4 separate regions of the Mus musculus genome follow, and all the other regions are linked to region 3. A link is a contact called in public promoter capture Hi-C data. All regions are on one chromosome and are shown on one strand. Each heading gives the region's core, a stretch centred on a gene start, on an enhancer-like site or on the middle of the called end of the contact. The rest is flanking DNA. Distances are from core to core; before and after follow the strand shown.

Region 1 (3,002 bases), core at 438-2,937, 140 kb after region 3:
GACAGACTGGATAAACTGGGCAGGAACTGATTCTTTTCACTGCCTTTGGGGTTTAGATGCCAGGAAACATGAGATGCCCATGATATGTGTGCTATGAAAATATTTGCTCAAAGCAGGCCTGAAATCTCCAGGCTCTTGTTCTTGTGGGGTTTTACATACCTGTCCTTGCTTCCAGGTCTGACATTGACCTGCCTTGACCTGCCCTGTGTTTTTTTATTGTTGTTGCTTCCCTTAGAGTTCCTTCACTTTGCAGTGACTAACCCCCTCCCCCCCCCCAAAAAAAAACCTCAGACTTCCAGATAGACCAGTGTGTAAGAGGGCCCTTGGAGCCCCAAAGTGGGTCATTTCACTTCCCTCCCTTGCTTGCCCCTGTTCTCATGAGTGATTGGCATAGGTGGGCCCATTGATAGAGCTTAGTTGGCAGTACTGCCAGACCTGGAATCAGGAGATGGCCCCAGGGATGAAACAGAGTCGAGATCTGTGCTAGTATATCTATGGTGACTTGGCTTCAGCTCCTCACTGCTGGGTTGGTTACGGACTCTAGAAGAGTCCGTGTGTTCTTGGCTACTCCCTTCTGATCTGTAGAAAGAGAACACTCTTCTAAGAGCACAAACCAAAAAGGACATGAAAGCCTACCTCAAGAATGTACTGAAGTTTGTCCTAGGGAAGGAACTAGCCGGTGCCTTTCTACCGAACAGGAAGGTCAGGCCTGCAGCAGAGATGTCAGTGTCTCATCCAAATGCTAGACTGTCCTGGACACTAATTGTGATTGAGACTAATTGGTAGTCACTTGACTAATGGTACTTTGAGTTGGTGGCGGAGGACAAGAGGACTATGGGGCTGAGGGGTGGGGGAATGTGCATAGGACAGAATTGGCTGCCTGGGGCTGGGTGGGGCTCCTGGTGACTGGGATCAGATAGCTAGAAAAAACAGAGCAGTTACGTAACTGTGTTTACATGGGCTCAGGTGGCTGTGGCAACCATGGCAGTCCTTGACCCAAGGCCATGCTGGAGGGGTGCAGGCAGCCGACTACTAGGGAAGGAGGTCCCTCTTGAGCAGAAGGGTGTGCAGGAGACAGAGCATGGCATACTGACCAGGGCTGCACTATCTGGGACAATGTTACCTGGCTCTAATGTGCCACTGGAAGCTACTCAGGGTGAGGCAGGCAGGCAGCAGCCAGCTACAGCTAGGGGGAGGGGTCAGGAAACCAGACACCTGGCTCTCTAAGTCCAGTCTCTGAATTCTTGCTACATTTTTCTCCCTAATCTTCTTAAAAGAGGAAGAATTCTCCCTAAATCTGGGCAGAAAAGAGGGCAGGAGATTATTTAAGTTTCCTTGGACTTACCTGCCCTGCGGTCCTAGCGCCTCGTGCCTCCGTGTTTTGTAAAGCCATCCGAATACTTGTGAACACAGTGAGCTCCAACCTGAGAGGTGGCGAGCCAGCCCCGGCCTGACTGACAAAGCAGAGCTGCAGCAGTTCAGCCCTCCATTGCCACCCTCCCCGTTCCTCCCAACCTACATCCTCCAAGACTGTTTACTAGACTCCCCATCCCCATAGAGATGGGACTGGTAGCCAGTCCTCAGCTCCCTTGCCCACACTGTGCCTTCTCTTGTGAGAAACAGGAAGTTGGGACCTTCGGCAGCTCAGCGGCACCCTCTACATTAAATATTTATCTTGGAGTCCAGGTCAGAGCCTTAGAGCCTAAGAAGTTCACTGCTGGTGAAGGGGGATGGCCAGGATTCTTGGAGTGGGAAGATCTTCAGCTTCGTCTTTGAACAACAAAGAAGACAATGAAAGTGATGTAGCCCTTCTTAGTCCCAAGGACCCTAACAGGTGGGAAAACTTTAAAGAGGGACATGGGTAGTACTTTTAATCCCCTGGGGGAGGGGGAGGCTGCTTCCCTGGAATGGGTGGATAATCAAGTGGCAGAGAGGCTGTGTACAGCTGCCTGACCTCAAAGAGGGTCTCAGAGCTCCTCCACTCCTCCATCTCTCTCCCTTCAGCTTTCCTACCTCCGCCCCTCCCACAAACACCGTGTACTGTGTAATACCTACATCCGTTAAAAACACCTCACGTATGCGAATCAGAGCCCTGTTAGCAGGTTTACATCTCTGGAAGCCTATGAAACTGCTTCCTGAAGACTCCCCACTCATGGGAGCTCTGGCACGCTCATCTCTTGAGCTGTCCTTGACCTAAGTTTCCCGGGAGGTGGGGGTGGGTTTTGTTTGCGGGCACCACAAACAGTTCTTCCCCCACAACTGGGAAAATGTGAAGCTAATAAGAGGTGAGCGTGCTAGGGGCTGTGATGTCCTGGGAAACACTAACTCCAGGTGGCTCAGGCACCAATTAAAAGGCAGTAGGTGTCATTTACCATACTCAGCAGTGGACCAGAAACCGTTTTTTTTACCGGTTGATTTGTTGGGGACTTGGGTTCGCAGTGAATCCTAGGCTAGGAGTACTCCAGGGTTTCCATTGTCAGTAAACATTTGCCCTGGCACCTACCAGCAGAAGACTGGACGAGGAGGGGAGGAGGGAGGGCCAGAGAGAATGGGGAGCCAGTGGGCGGTGTCCTTCAGATCTGCGTCAGCAGTCAGCACTGTAGGAACAGCGGAAAAGCAGGATCAAAACAAATACGGTGAATGGGAACACCAAGACCCTCTTAACCTCATCCCCGCCCAAAGGGCCCCACCCTTATCCTCTTCAATGCTGTGGCACGTCCAGGGAGCCGGTCGATTCCCTCCCCCAAACTTTGCACGTGTGTGTGAGCATCCTCACGTTTGCCAGTACACGAGTGTTTGCAAACGCCTGGTCAGTGCGCTTAGGTCTAACAAGCATGAACTCTCTCTCCCCAAGCGGGTGTTGCCTTGTTCCTGGGCCACCGTGACTTATCTCGGTCCCAGCCTGTCTGCCTCCGGGCCTGTCTCCTGCCTCTCCAAGGCCGAGGGCTGCGTATCTAATTCCGGCCCCACCCGGGCTCTGGCACTCAGGGACCATTCGGTTA
Region 2 (3,241 bases), core at 656-3,155, 170 kb after region 3:
GGAAATCAGGTGTTTAACAAGAGAGTAAGATGAACATTACTGGTTGGGGGACGGGGGACGGGGGACGGGGGACGGGAGGGGGGGGCGGGGACCGAGGCCCCCAAAGAGCTGTGGAAACTGCTTTTCCTGGCTTTGTTTCCCAGTTGCTGTGGTAAAACACTGTCAGAGTCAGGGTTTCTATTGTTGGGATAGAACATGACCAAAAGCAACTTGGGGAGAAAAGGGTTTTTACAGTTCCACAACACAGTCCATCATCAAAGGGACTCCAGGCAGGAAGTCAAGCAGGAGCGATGGGGCTTGATCTTCAGGGCTTGCACAGCCTGCTTTACTTATACCACTCAGGACCACCTACCAAGGGATGGAACCGCCCACAGTGGGCTGGGCCCTCCCGCATCAATCAGCCATCAAGAAAATGTTCCCCCCAACAGCCACGCCCACAAGACAGTCTGAGGGAAGCAATTGCCCGGTGAGGTGAGATTCCCTCTTTCCACAGAACTCTAGTTTGTATCAAGTCGACAAAAAGTAAACAGCACACCACGCAACACCACACACACAGTTAAAGGAAGCCATGACACTCGAGGATCGGACAGTGTGAACCCCAGGCAGTGCCTGCCCTACCCGAGGGCTGCTCAAGAGGTTTTCAGGGAACTGAGGGTAGAGCTTAAAAGGGAGAATACGTACAGATCTGGGGCCCTGTCTTCAATCCCCAGCACCAAACCAAACAAACATAAAAGGCTTCCAAACTAGCTGCGGAGGGAGAGCAGGTGCAGCAGACAAGGGGCCCCTCTTGGAGGCCCCTGGAATTAGTCTGTGGTAGAGCCATTTACCTGCCCAAGGAGAGACTGTGGGAGGTGGGGCCAGGGAGGCAACCTGGCTGGCTGGGAAGTGCAGAGACTCTGAGCCACACCGATGCGCGTCGTAGGTGAGGAGGATGGTGAGGGTGGCGAGGGCAATTCTCTTGGGGAACTCGGAGAGAATGACTCACACCCGAGGCAGGCAGGTTACAGCTGGGTCCACAGGTGTGCTCTACGCTGTGCCAAGTTGTAAGAGCAACTGAAGAGGCAGGAGGCAGCTGCGTGGGCTCTCAACTCCCCAGGGCAAGAGTTGCCAGGTATAGCTCTGGGGGACCCTCTGGTCAGATGGCTCCTCCTTCCTGGGCCTACACCTGCTCTCCCCACCTCCACACCGTTGCCCTGAGTCATGGAGTCTGGCATAGGAATTGGGCAGACAGGGTCCTCCGTAGTGCTTAGAGCTGGCCCATGCCAGGCAGAATGGTGGGAGAGGAGGTGCCTGATGACCCTGCCAAGTGCTCTCTATCTCCTCTGGGTCTGGGCATGTCTCCCTGCTCAGGGCAGGCTTGCGGGGGTATCTGGGGCTAAGTCACTGCGCTGGCAGTACAAAGCCAGGGGCATCTGTCTGGGAAGAGATAGGAGGGTGGAGGTGTGGCCCAGGCTTGAGATGTGTGGGTATCGGGACTGTATCTGCTCCAACATCGGAGCCAGGAGTGGGCAGAAGAATCGGATGGACCACAGACAGGTCCATCAAGCCAGCGGTTGTCTGACAGAGGTCTGGGGACCGCGACATCGAGGGATCCTTTCCTATTGTGGGGTGGGACGCAGTCTCTGTATACTGCGCACCGTGGGGATGGTTTGTCATTTGAACCGACCCCCTGTGCTTAGGGACAGTCCGGAGGATGTGGACACCTCGGAAGGGTCTCAGTCTAGAGGCGGTTTTCAGGAGGGTCTGCTCTTCTCGCTCGCCCACTTCCAGCTCCCCCACAAGGCGCGGGCCAGGTGGCGGCGCCCCGGCTCGGCAGCGCAGAGGAGGCGGCTTCCCGGGCCAGGGGCGGCGGCAGGGGCGGCCCCGGGATCACATGGGCGGAGGCAGGTCTGGGAGCCCCGGGCGAGCTCTCCCTAGAGTCGGACAGACGGCTGCGGTGGAACGGCGGCGGCTCCTCGTCCTTACTCCCTCCGTTCTTCCCTCCCTCCTTCCCTTTCCTGGCTGGCCTGACCGCCCAGCCCGACAGGCAAGCGGCAGCCAGGTGAGCGCGCGCCCACCTGCACCCTCCGCGGGCCACCGCCCTCGGCGATCTCCTCCTCACCGGACCCTACCCTCGGCCCAAAGCCCCTTTTCCCTGAAACTTCTCTTCGACCTGGATACCCCTTGGCTTGGGTTCTCCCCTGACCCAGACACTCGTCCTCTAGTCCCAGTCCCAGTCCCACCCCCAACCCCCTCCGCCCCGGGGTATTTTGGACTTGTTGGGAAGCAAGCTTGAGAACTGGTACTGGGGACAGCCAGACTGACAGCTAGGCAGTTCACTGAGTCCACTGGTCGGCTCAAAGGTCTGAGAATCTCAGGGCGTTTTCAGTCTTTCTGTGATCAGCCTGGGACACCGTGGCTGGGCCTGGGTGAAAGGCAAAGCCAGTTGCCTGGGGGACAAGACAGTCGGACTGCTGGCCTGGACAGCCTCCCCCTCCCCCCAGGCCTTGATGTTCTTGAGATATTGGACATACTTGCTGACCCATATCTCCCCAGGGACAGCCTGAGGATGGGTGCTGGGCTGGGTGGTGCCCAGGCTGGCATTGCAGCTTCCTGCCTGGGTTGGCTCCTGGCTCCAGATCTAGAGGCTCAGGAAATCCTAGGAGGGCCTGGTCCACAAGGACACTCCCTTGTGGGTCAGCGGGGGCTGTGGATGAGAAGTTTGTGGCCAAACTGGCAGCATCATGAACTTGCCCTGCTGGCCAGTACCAGGGTGGCTGTGGGTGTGGGTGTGCTTCCCTTGGCAGATGAGCCTTGGCCTCCTTTCTCAGGCTGCTCACTAGGGTGCAGCAGGCCCCTAGAGGAGGTAGCAAGCTTCCTCTTGTTCATCTGAACCCAGCTGTTGGGGTCAGGCAGGGAGCCAGGTAGCCCCTCTGAAGACCTTAGTCTGACACCTGCCAGCCCCAGCCTCTGCTAACTTCTTGCTGTCTGGTGGGGCTATCCTGAGGCTTGCTGTCCTCCTGTATACTCTATACAGAGTGTAGAAAGTATTTTGTGCTCTTCGTTTAGGGAACAGGAAACAGGTAGTGAAGGGGTGCGGGGTGCGTTCACTCCTACCACCTGCTAATTCCTTCCCACAGTTCTCCACCAAGCACTTGTATGGAAGTCTGACCTCTTGTCAGTGGGACTGCTGCCTGTCTTAGGGGATCTACTAGTCTGAAGACCCTAGAAGGGGGAACTCAGAGTCTTCAAGGCCTCCCAG
Region 3 (3,228 bases), core at 560-3,059:
GCTCCCCGTCCTATTCAGAGCTTTGGGATGGCAGATCCTTGTCTCTAGGTGGGCTTCTTATTCTGCTTATTCCTTCTAGGGGGGGCCTGATGGGGAACCGACCTTTCCTGACAGTCCATTCCGCTTTGGAGTCTTAAGTGGGTGACATAATGTCTGAAAAACACTGTAACTTTAACCAAGGCAAATATTCAGCATTATTATAGAGTTGCAGGGGCCCGGGAGGCAATTCTGCAAGAGCTATCATTACCTCAAAATTACTCAGAAAGTAAATGAGAGGACCATCACAGGGTCTCCCTCTTACTCATTGGAGTACTGTAATTACAGAGTAAAGATAATTGAATTTCAGAAAAACAGAGTGGCCAGAAGAGTCTGAGTGGCCTCAGTAGTTTTATATCTTTTAAACTTAAGACCTTGCATACACTAGGCAAAGCATTCACTATTAATTTACAGAAAGGGTCTCAGGTAGTTCAGGCATGGTCTCAAATTCATTAAGGGGCCCAAGGCTGACTTTGAACTTGTGATACTTGTCCCCACTTCTCCAGTGCTGAATTACAGGTGAGCATTACCAGAACCGGTTGCTGGCCTCGAACTCATGGCTTTGGTGCGGTCTAAGCATACACTGAACCAAAAATCCCCCTTTTACCTTTTGAGAAAGGAGCTCACTAAATTGCCCCAGCTGGCCTTGAACTTGAGATCCTTCTGGCTCTAGAGTAGCTGAGATTATAGGTGTGCACCACCAGGATTGGCTATTACCTCACCAACCCCCAGCCCCACACTCTGGTGCTCTAGCCAGCCCGCAAGAGCAAGCTGCCATTGAGCTGAGTTCTTCCTGCCACCTGTTCTAGGGACATGGAGTTCTACTCCTATCACTTCCTTTTTGAGGGAACTTTCCCCAGCACTTAGATGCCATCTCTCTATTGAACAAATCTAGAGATACCACAGCCAGCTGGACACACTCCCTGTGCTAGAACAGAAACCCCCGCCATTCACTGGTTCCAGTGCCACTTGAGGTTCTTCCATGGGGCCCTCCCTGCCCCAGGTGACAGTTGGTTAAGCGATAGAGGAAATAATCCTAATATCCAGCTGAATAGAACAATAAGAGTTTAGTGGGTGGTTTATTTTTCTCAAGAAATTTGCATATACAAGGCTCAGTATCCAACACAATAGGCCCTTCCTACAGCGGAAGAGACTCCCTCCCAGGACAAACAAAACCTAAGGCTTGACCTCGCTCCTTAGGAATCTGATTAACTGTGAGAAAGAGGTGCGAAACTCTGAAAAAAAATGAATATGATCTTTTATTTGGATCGTTACAAGTTATTTTAATTCTTTTGGTTGGCTGGGGTAGGCAAAAAAAAAAAAAAAAAAAGCAGTTTATGAAGCGCTCCATCCTGCTTACAGAATATTTTAGAATTGGAGAAAACAGAAAAGTCTCTTAGATTCATCAACAGTGTTAAAACCACAAATGTCTACCAAGAGAGGGGCACTCTCCCTCAGGAGCGACAGGATGGAAGGTCACGCTGTGAGTTTCCCACAAAAGGGGCTAGGAAGGACAGATGGGAGGTTTCCAGAGAATAGCGGAGCCTGCAGGGCCTCCGTGAGTCAAGGATGGAATTCATCAAGGAAGGGTGGATGAAGCTAGAGAGAGCTAGGATGCGAGCCGGGGATGCACAACGCTGGAGGACCAGGTTGGCCAGGGTAACGACGCTGTTAGCTGGCGGTCCCACGTGGCAGGCCCGGGGGAGCGGGGCGGGGCAGCAGGCGGGGGCGGGCCCAGCGGTGACGCGCAGGGTATATGGCCGGGCATGCGCATGCGGCGGGGGCCGGACGTAGAGAGGGGGCGCGTGGCTGTTGGCGGGGACGCACCCACTCAGTAGCTGTGTCGCCCGCTGCCTTGGGGGGGGGGCCCTGGATAGTGAGGCTGCGTGGGCCCGACTGCCGGCTGGAGGACTTCAGGTGAGGACGGACCGGGCGCAGGCAGGATGGGAAGTCGGGCGCCTCCGGGTTAGGGGGGACACCGGGTGGGGGTTGGAGACACCGGCACGCCGAGGACCCAGAGTCTTTTCGGGAGGCCGCGCACTCCCTGAGCCCAGTCCTGGTAGCACCTGATTGCCGTGCCACGGTGGCGAGGAGAAGGAGGTCACTGCGCTGTCCCTTCAGCTGCAGGGCCCGGGATGTGTGAACCAGAGAAGGACGCCGGGGAGGTCGATAGCTGCTCAGAAAGGCTGAGATGAGCTTTCTAGAGCCCCAGGACACAGAGCGCAGAGGAAGCGGAGTAGATGGGTAGATCAGATGCTCTGCGGTGGCGGCTGCTCGGGGGCTCTGGTGTCTGGATCTTGCATCCCAGGAACCTATGTGTCCTTCTCCCTGCCCCACGCCAGACCACCCTCCGGCTGGAGAGTGATGCCCGATTCTTCTGGTTGGCTTGGGCAGGAGTGGATAACCGCAAGGGTGGCACCGCGCTGAATTCTCCCCTGACTAACGGCAGCGATGCCTCTTGGGCTCACTTAGGTTGGGACTGACCAAATTAGGTGGTCTGGTTACCGGCTGCTCCCTCTTAGAGTTTTAAAGCTATAGCTAAAGTAGCCATCAGACTCACCTTGTGATCCTGAGGTAGATTCTAAGCCGGAAAATTGCCTCTCTGGGTTGTGGGTTCAGCTTTAAGAATCTTCTGTCACCCCGGGGCCTAGATTCTAAGCTGATCTGTAGTCTAAATAGTTACATGGCTTGTGCGTTCAAGAGAACTCTCAGTTTGGTTTGGTGAGGGGTGGAGTGCTTTCCTGTGGCCTAAATGGAAGGATAGAGGCAGGAGCACTTTGGCAGGCCCCTCTTCGTGAAGTAACCTGGCTTTGGAATTGTAGCATTAGCTCTTTTTAGCCCCTGGTCATTGGGATAGATATATTTGCTGGAGGTGCTGATTTTAGGGGACGATAGAAACTGGCTCCGGAGTGACTATCTGGTCACTATTCTGGTTCAGGTTAGTACTGAGACCAGCCTGAATTGTCTATCCAAAAGATGTACAATTCCGTACTCCTTACCTATTAAAACAAATCTTCAACACTGAGGGGTTCCAACGTGCCTCCTTGGCCAAACAGCCAGAAACATGTCCAGAATCACAACTTCTGACAACTAGAATTAAAAGCCATCTAGTCCCCTTTCTATTGGTGACTTAGTTGAGCTCTTTGCTAGTGGTTCAAAGTCAGGAGGCCGTGTATGGGTCCTCTTTGTGTG
Region 4 (2,997 bases), core at 403-2,902, 250 kb after region 3:
AGAGATTCAAAGATTCAAGGTGCATAAACCAAGATGACTTCTAGCATCATGAAGCTGGAGGTACACAGACTGATGCTTAAAAGAAACGACTCTGCTTCAGGAGATTTCCCTTTAGCAAAGGGAACTGAGGAAGTGCCCCTTGACCTGTCACTAGCTAAGCTGTAACAAGATGGGGAAGTTAGCTTTTAGGGGTTCCAGCTTTCTGTGGGCCTCTTGGAGGAAGAGGTTGAGGGGAAATGAGTATCTCCTGCTGAGGCTTATTAGAGCTTCGCGGGTGTGTGTGTGTGTGTGTGTGTGTGTGTGTTCTGTTCCCTGCTTCTCCAGCTGTCTGACATTTGTCCACCAATTAACCTCAGTCTGAGAAGCAGGTGGAGGAAGGGGCAGAAGTGGTTTACACTGTACATTAGAAAGCTATCCTTGACATTGACTGACATTAGCTGCTTGTGGCGAAAGCTTGGTCTCCACTGGTGGTCAAGTGTGAAAGCCTTCTCAGAGGGTGTCTAGCTAATTTCATTCATTCATAGCTGATTATCATGCACTTATTTTGCATAACAGACTGGGCTCTGAGCAAGTCCAGCCCCCTACATTAATGCACCTTGGGATCTAAAGAGGGCTGATTAATCTCATACTTCCTTGGAGGCCAATTTATTCATACAAATGCATTGTAAACAGTTAGGAGTTTGAGTGGGGACCATGGACACACAGGCTCTTGGGCCTAATGGTAAAGACATTGACAGCCTTTAAAGAAGCCCTAGGAAGACAGAAAATTTATGACTTTTCATCTGCACGTAAAAACAAAAACAAAAACCCCAGAGCAACAATTAAGGACCAGCTTTTGGGGAAAGAGGACCTTCCACATTAGGCTAATCACAAACAGGAAGTATCCACCGTGAGCTCCCCCCACCCCCATCTGCAGCTGTGACATTCCAGCTCTATGGCTCCTTGGTTTGACGATCCCCATAAAGTTTAAGCTATGTCTATCTTAGAGAGAGGGCAGTGGGGTCACAGCCCTGGAAAGATTCAAACAGTCCAATCACACATTAAATGTGTGTGTGTGTGTGTGTGTGTGTGTGTGTGTGTGTGGTGCAATTCTGATCCTTCCCATGTGAGAATCAACTTTTACATTTTTAAAAAGAATTTCGTCTTTTGAGGCACTGTTAGGTGATGTTATTCCAGTTGTCTGAAAGCAGCTGGATTTTGGTCACAGAACTGTGCCTAGTCTGCCTCAATGAGCAACACAGCTCCGGAGCAGATAAGCGCGGTGTAGAGATGCCCACGGGAGCGAAGGAGGACACTGACTCCACCTCAATGGATAGCTGAGAGAAGAGGGAAGAGGGACTCCTCACGCCAAGGAGGTGAAAGGAAATGCGATGGGAGAAAGGGCAGGCAACAGGGATCAGACGCGGGTCCAAGGCTAAGGGATCCTCCTCGGGAGTCTGGCCGAGAGATGGAGCCTCCGGGAGAGCACCGAGGAGGCTCCCGGAACCGCTTAGGAGCAGGGCTGTCGGGCCGCCCTGGCTCCAGCCGACGCCACCCGGCCTCACTCACCAGCTCATGGTCCTAAACCCACGCCGACTGCCGGGGTCCTCGGTAGAAAAGTAGGTTCTCGAGGATCACTTCCGGATTCGGCCAGTCTCCAGGAAGTGATGAGGGACACGCCCCCTTATGCCCGGAAGAGGCGGGAGGGAGGCGGGCCCACGCGTTAACACTTTGTTCTCTTGTTGTTTGAGGCGGACTTTCTTTGCGGGACGTGGTTGCGCTCCGGCCCTGCTTTTAAGGCTCTGTGCGTAGAACCCATCACGGGCTGCAGTTTCTGTCTGATATGGGGTTTCTAACTCGGAGACACAAGCGGCGACAGGGGAAGGAGCTAGAGGAGACACAGTAGACGGGAAGCTTGCGCTTTGCTCTACACACTTTCGTATTGAAAATGTTGCATGTCTCACCTACATCACCTGGGTCCCCTCCCCCCTCTTCAAGAAGGTTCGGGGTTCGAATGGAAACAGAGTTAAGTGCTTTTCAGGGTGGACTAGTCTGTGAAGCTATTCAATGAGGGAAGATTCAGAAAGCCCGGTGTGATGACAGACAGGTATCTGCAATCCCCGAATTCTGGAGGTTGAGGCAGGGAGAGGTCATGAGTTCGAGGCTAATGTTGACAACATGGCCCATCTGGGCTTCACAATCAATCCAGTCTTAAGAGAAAACAATACACCAAAGCCTAGCAAACAAAACAACAACAACAGGAGTAGAAGGCCTCGGCAATGTTAGGAAAAATCCTAACAAGTTGCTGGACAGGCTGTTAGGGGCCCCTGGAGCTGTGCATGGGGTTTTAGAAGAATAAGATCTAAGCAAACAGCTTGCATTGGGCCTCAGAATTCAGAGCCCCAGTGTACCACAAACTACCTAGAGTTATACGCTGAACCGAGTTTCTCTGCCCAAGTTCCTGCTTTAGAAGCCAGAAACTCAAGCAGAGAGAACCGTTCCAATCCTCTCTCCTGACCTCTCTAGGACTTCGCTTTCTTCAAATGTACCTGGAGGGTTGTAGGCACAGCCAGGGGAGCAGCTAAGTCCCTATGACCTAGAGCAGAGGTATATACAACGTGTCCCAAATTCCCAGGGCCCAGGGGCTCAGAGGAGGAGGAACAAGGGATGGCTTTTAGTTTTAAAAAGGCTTTCCAATAGGAGGTGGCTCCCTCAAGACATGTCACAGACCATCACCATGCTATTTCTTCAGGAAATAAGTAAGCAGGAGCAAAGGAGTGGTCTTGAAGAGAATAGAAGACCCAGAATCCTTGACAAACAGCTGAGGCAGAGAGCATGGGTTGGGAGAGTCTTGCAGCTTTGTATGGGGTGAGATGAATGGAAACACTGTGTGATTGTGAGTCTCTTGGTGTTCCAGCACTTGTGGATGGCTCTGCCCCATTTCCCCCTGCCCCATACTCAGCCTCCCTCAGACATCGTCTGTGGTGAGCAATATTTTCAAAAGTTCTAGCCTAGGAC

What was found. Capture Hi-C pulls out chosen DNA fragments and counts their contacts.
Region 1: a contact with region 3 is called in a promoter capture Hi-C map of pancreatic islet. The contact joins the promoter of Sorbs3 here to the promoter of Slc39a14 in region 3. A contact is called at or near these places in 22 of 39 promoter capture datasets (the 3T3-L1 cell line, 3T3-L1-derived adipocytes, the C10 cell line and 14 more), 2 of 15 datasets of contacts at CTCF or cohesin (large pre-B cells and pro-B cells), 9 of 484 Hi-C or Micro-C datasets (B cells, the HL-1 cell line, liver and 1 more), 14 of 115 datasets of contacts at active chromatin or transcription factors (the 230-238 cell line, bone marrow-derived dendritic cells, bone marrow-derived macrophages and 9 more) and 4 of 9 other capture datasets (adipose tissue, liver, macrophages and 1 more).
Region 2: a promoter capture Hi-C map of liver shows a contact between it and region 3. The contact joins the promoter of Pdlim2 here to the promoter of Slc39a14 in region 3. A contact is called at or near these places in 11 of 39 promoter capture datasets (the C10 cell line, the HPC-7 cell line, cranial neural crest and 7 more), 2 of 484 Hi-C or Micro-C datasets (nephron progenitors and uterus), 10 of 115 datasets of contacts at active chromatin or transcription factors (bone marrow-derived macrophages, craniofacial prominence, embryonic basal ganglia and 7 more) and 3 of 9 other capture datasets (adipose tissue, liver and pancreatic islet).
Region 4: a promoter capture Hi-C map of adipose tissue shows a contact between it and region 3. The contact joins the promoter of Bin3 here to the promoter of Slc39a14 in region 3. A contact is called at or near these places in 3 of 39 promoter capture datasets (cranial neural crest, frontonasal cranial neural crest and pre-B cells), 1 of 484 Hi-C or Micro-C datasets (double positive thymocytes), 2 of 115 datasets of contacts at active chromatin or transcription factors (bone marrow-derived macrophages and pancreatic cancer cells) and 1 of 9 other capture datasets (adipose tissue).

Annotation. Positions count from the first base shown.
Region 1 is chr14:70,206,356-70,209,357 of GRCm38.p6, reverse strand. Sorbs3 (sorbin and SH3 domain containing 3) reads left to right here and starts at 1,687. Exons shown (of 21, transcript NM_011366.3): 1 at 1,687-1,834. The coding sequence starts at 1,731. Gm26908 (a long non-coding RNA gene) reads right to left here. Exons shown (of 5, transcript XR_874791.3): 2 at 2,504-3,002; 3 at 1,346-1,770; 4 at 436-579.
Region 2 is chr14:70,175,479-70,178,719 of GRCm38.p6, reverse strand. Pdlim2 (PDZ and LIM domain 2) reads left to right here and starts at 1,905. Exons shown (of 10, transcript NM_001253736.1): 1 at 1,905-2,041.
Region 3 is chr14:70,350,005-70,353,232 of GRCm38.p6, reverse strand. It overlaps Slc39a14 (solute carrier family 39 (zinc transporter), member 14), which reads left to right and starts at 1,809. Exons shown (of 10, transcript NM_144808.4): 1 at 1,809-1,953.
Region 4 is chr14:70,098,748-70,101,744 of GRCm38.p6, reverse strand. It overlaps Bin3 (bridging integrator 3), which reads right to left and starts at 1,652. Exons shown (of 9, transcript NM_021328.4): 1 at 1,549-1,652. The coding sequence starts at 1,556.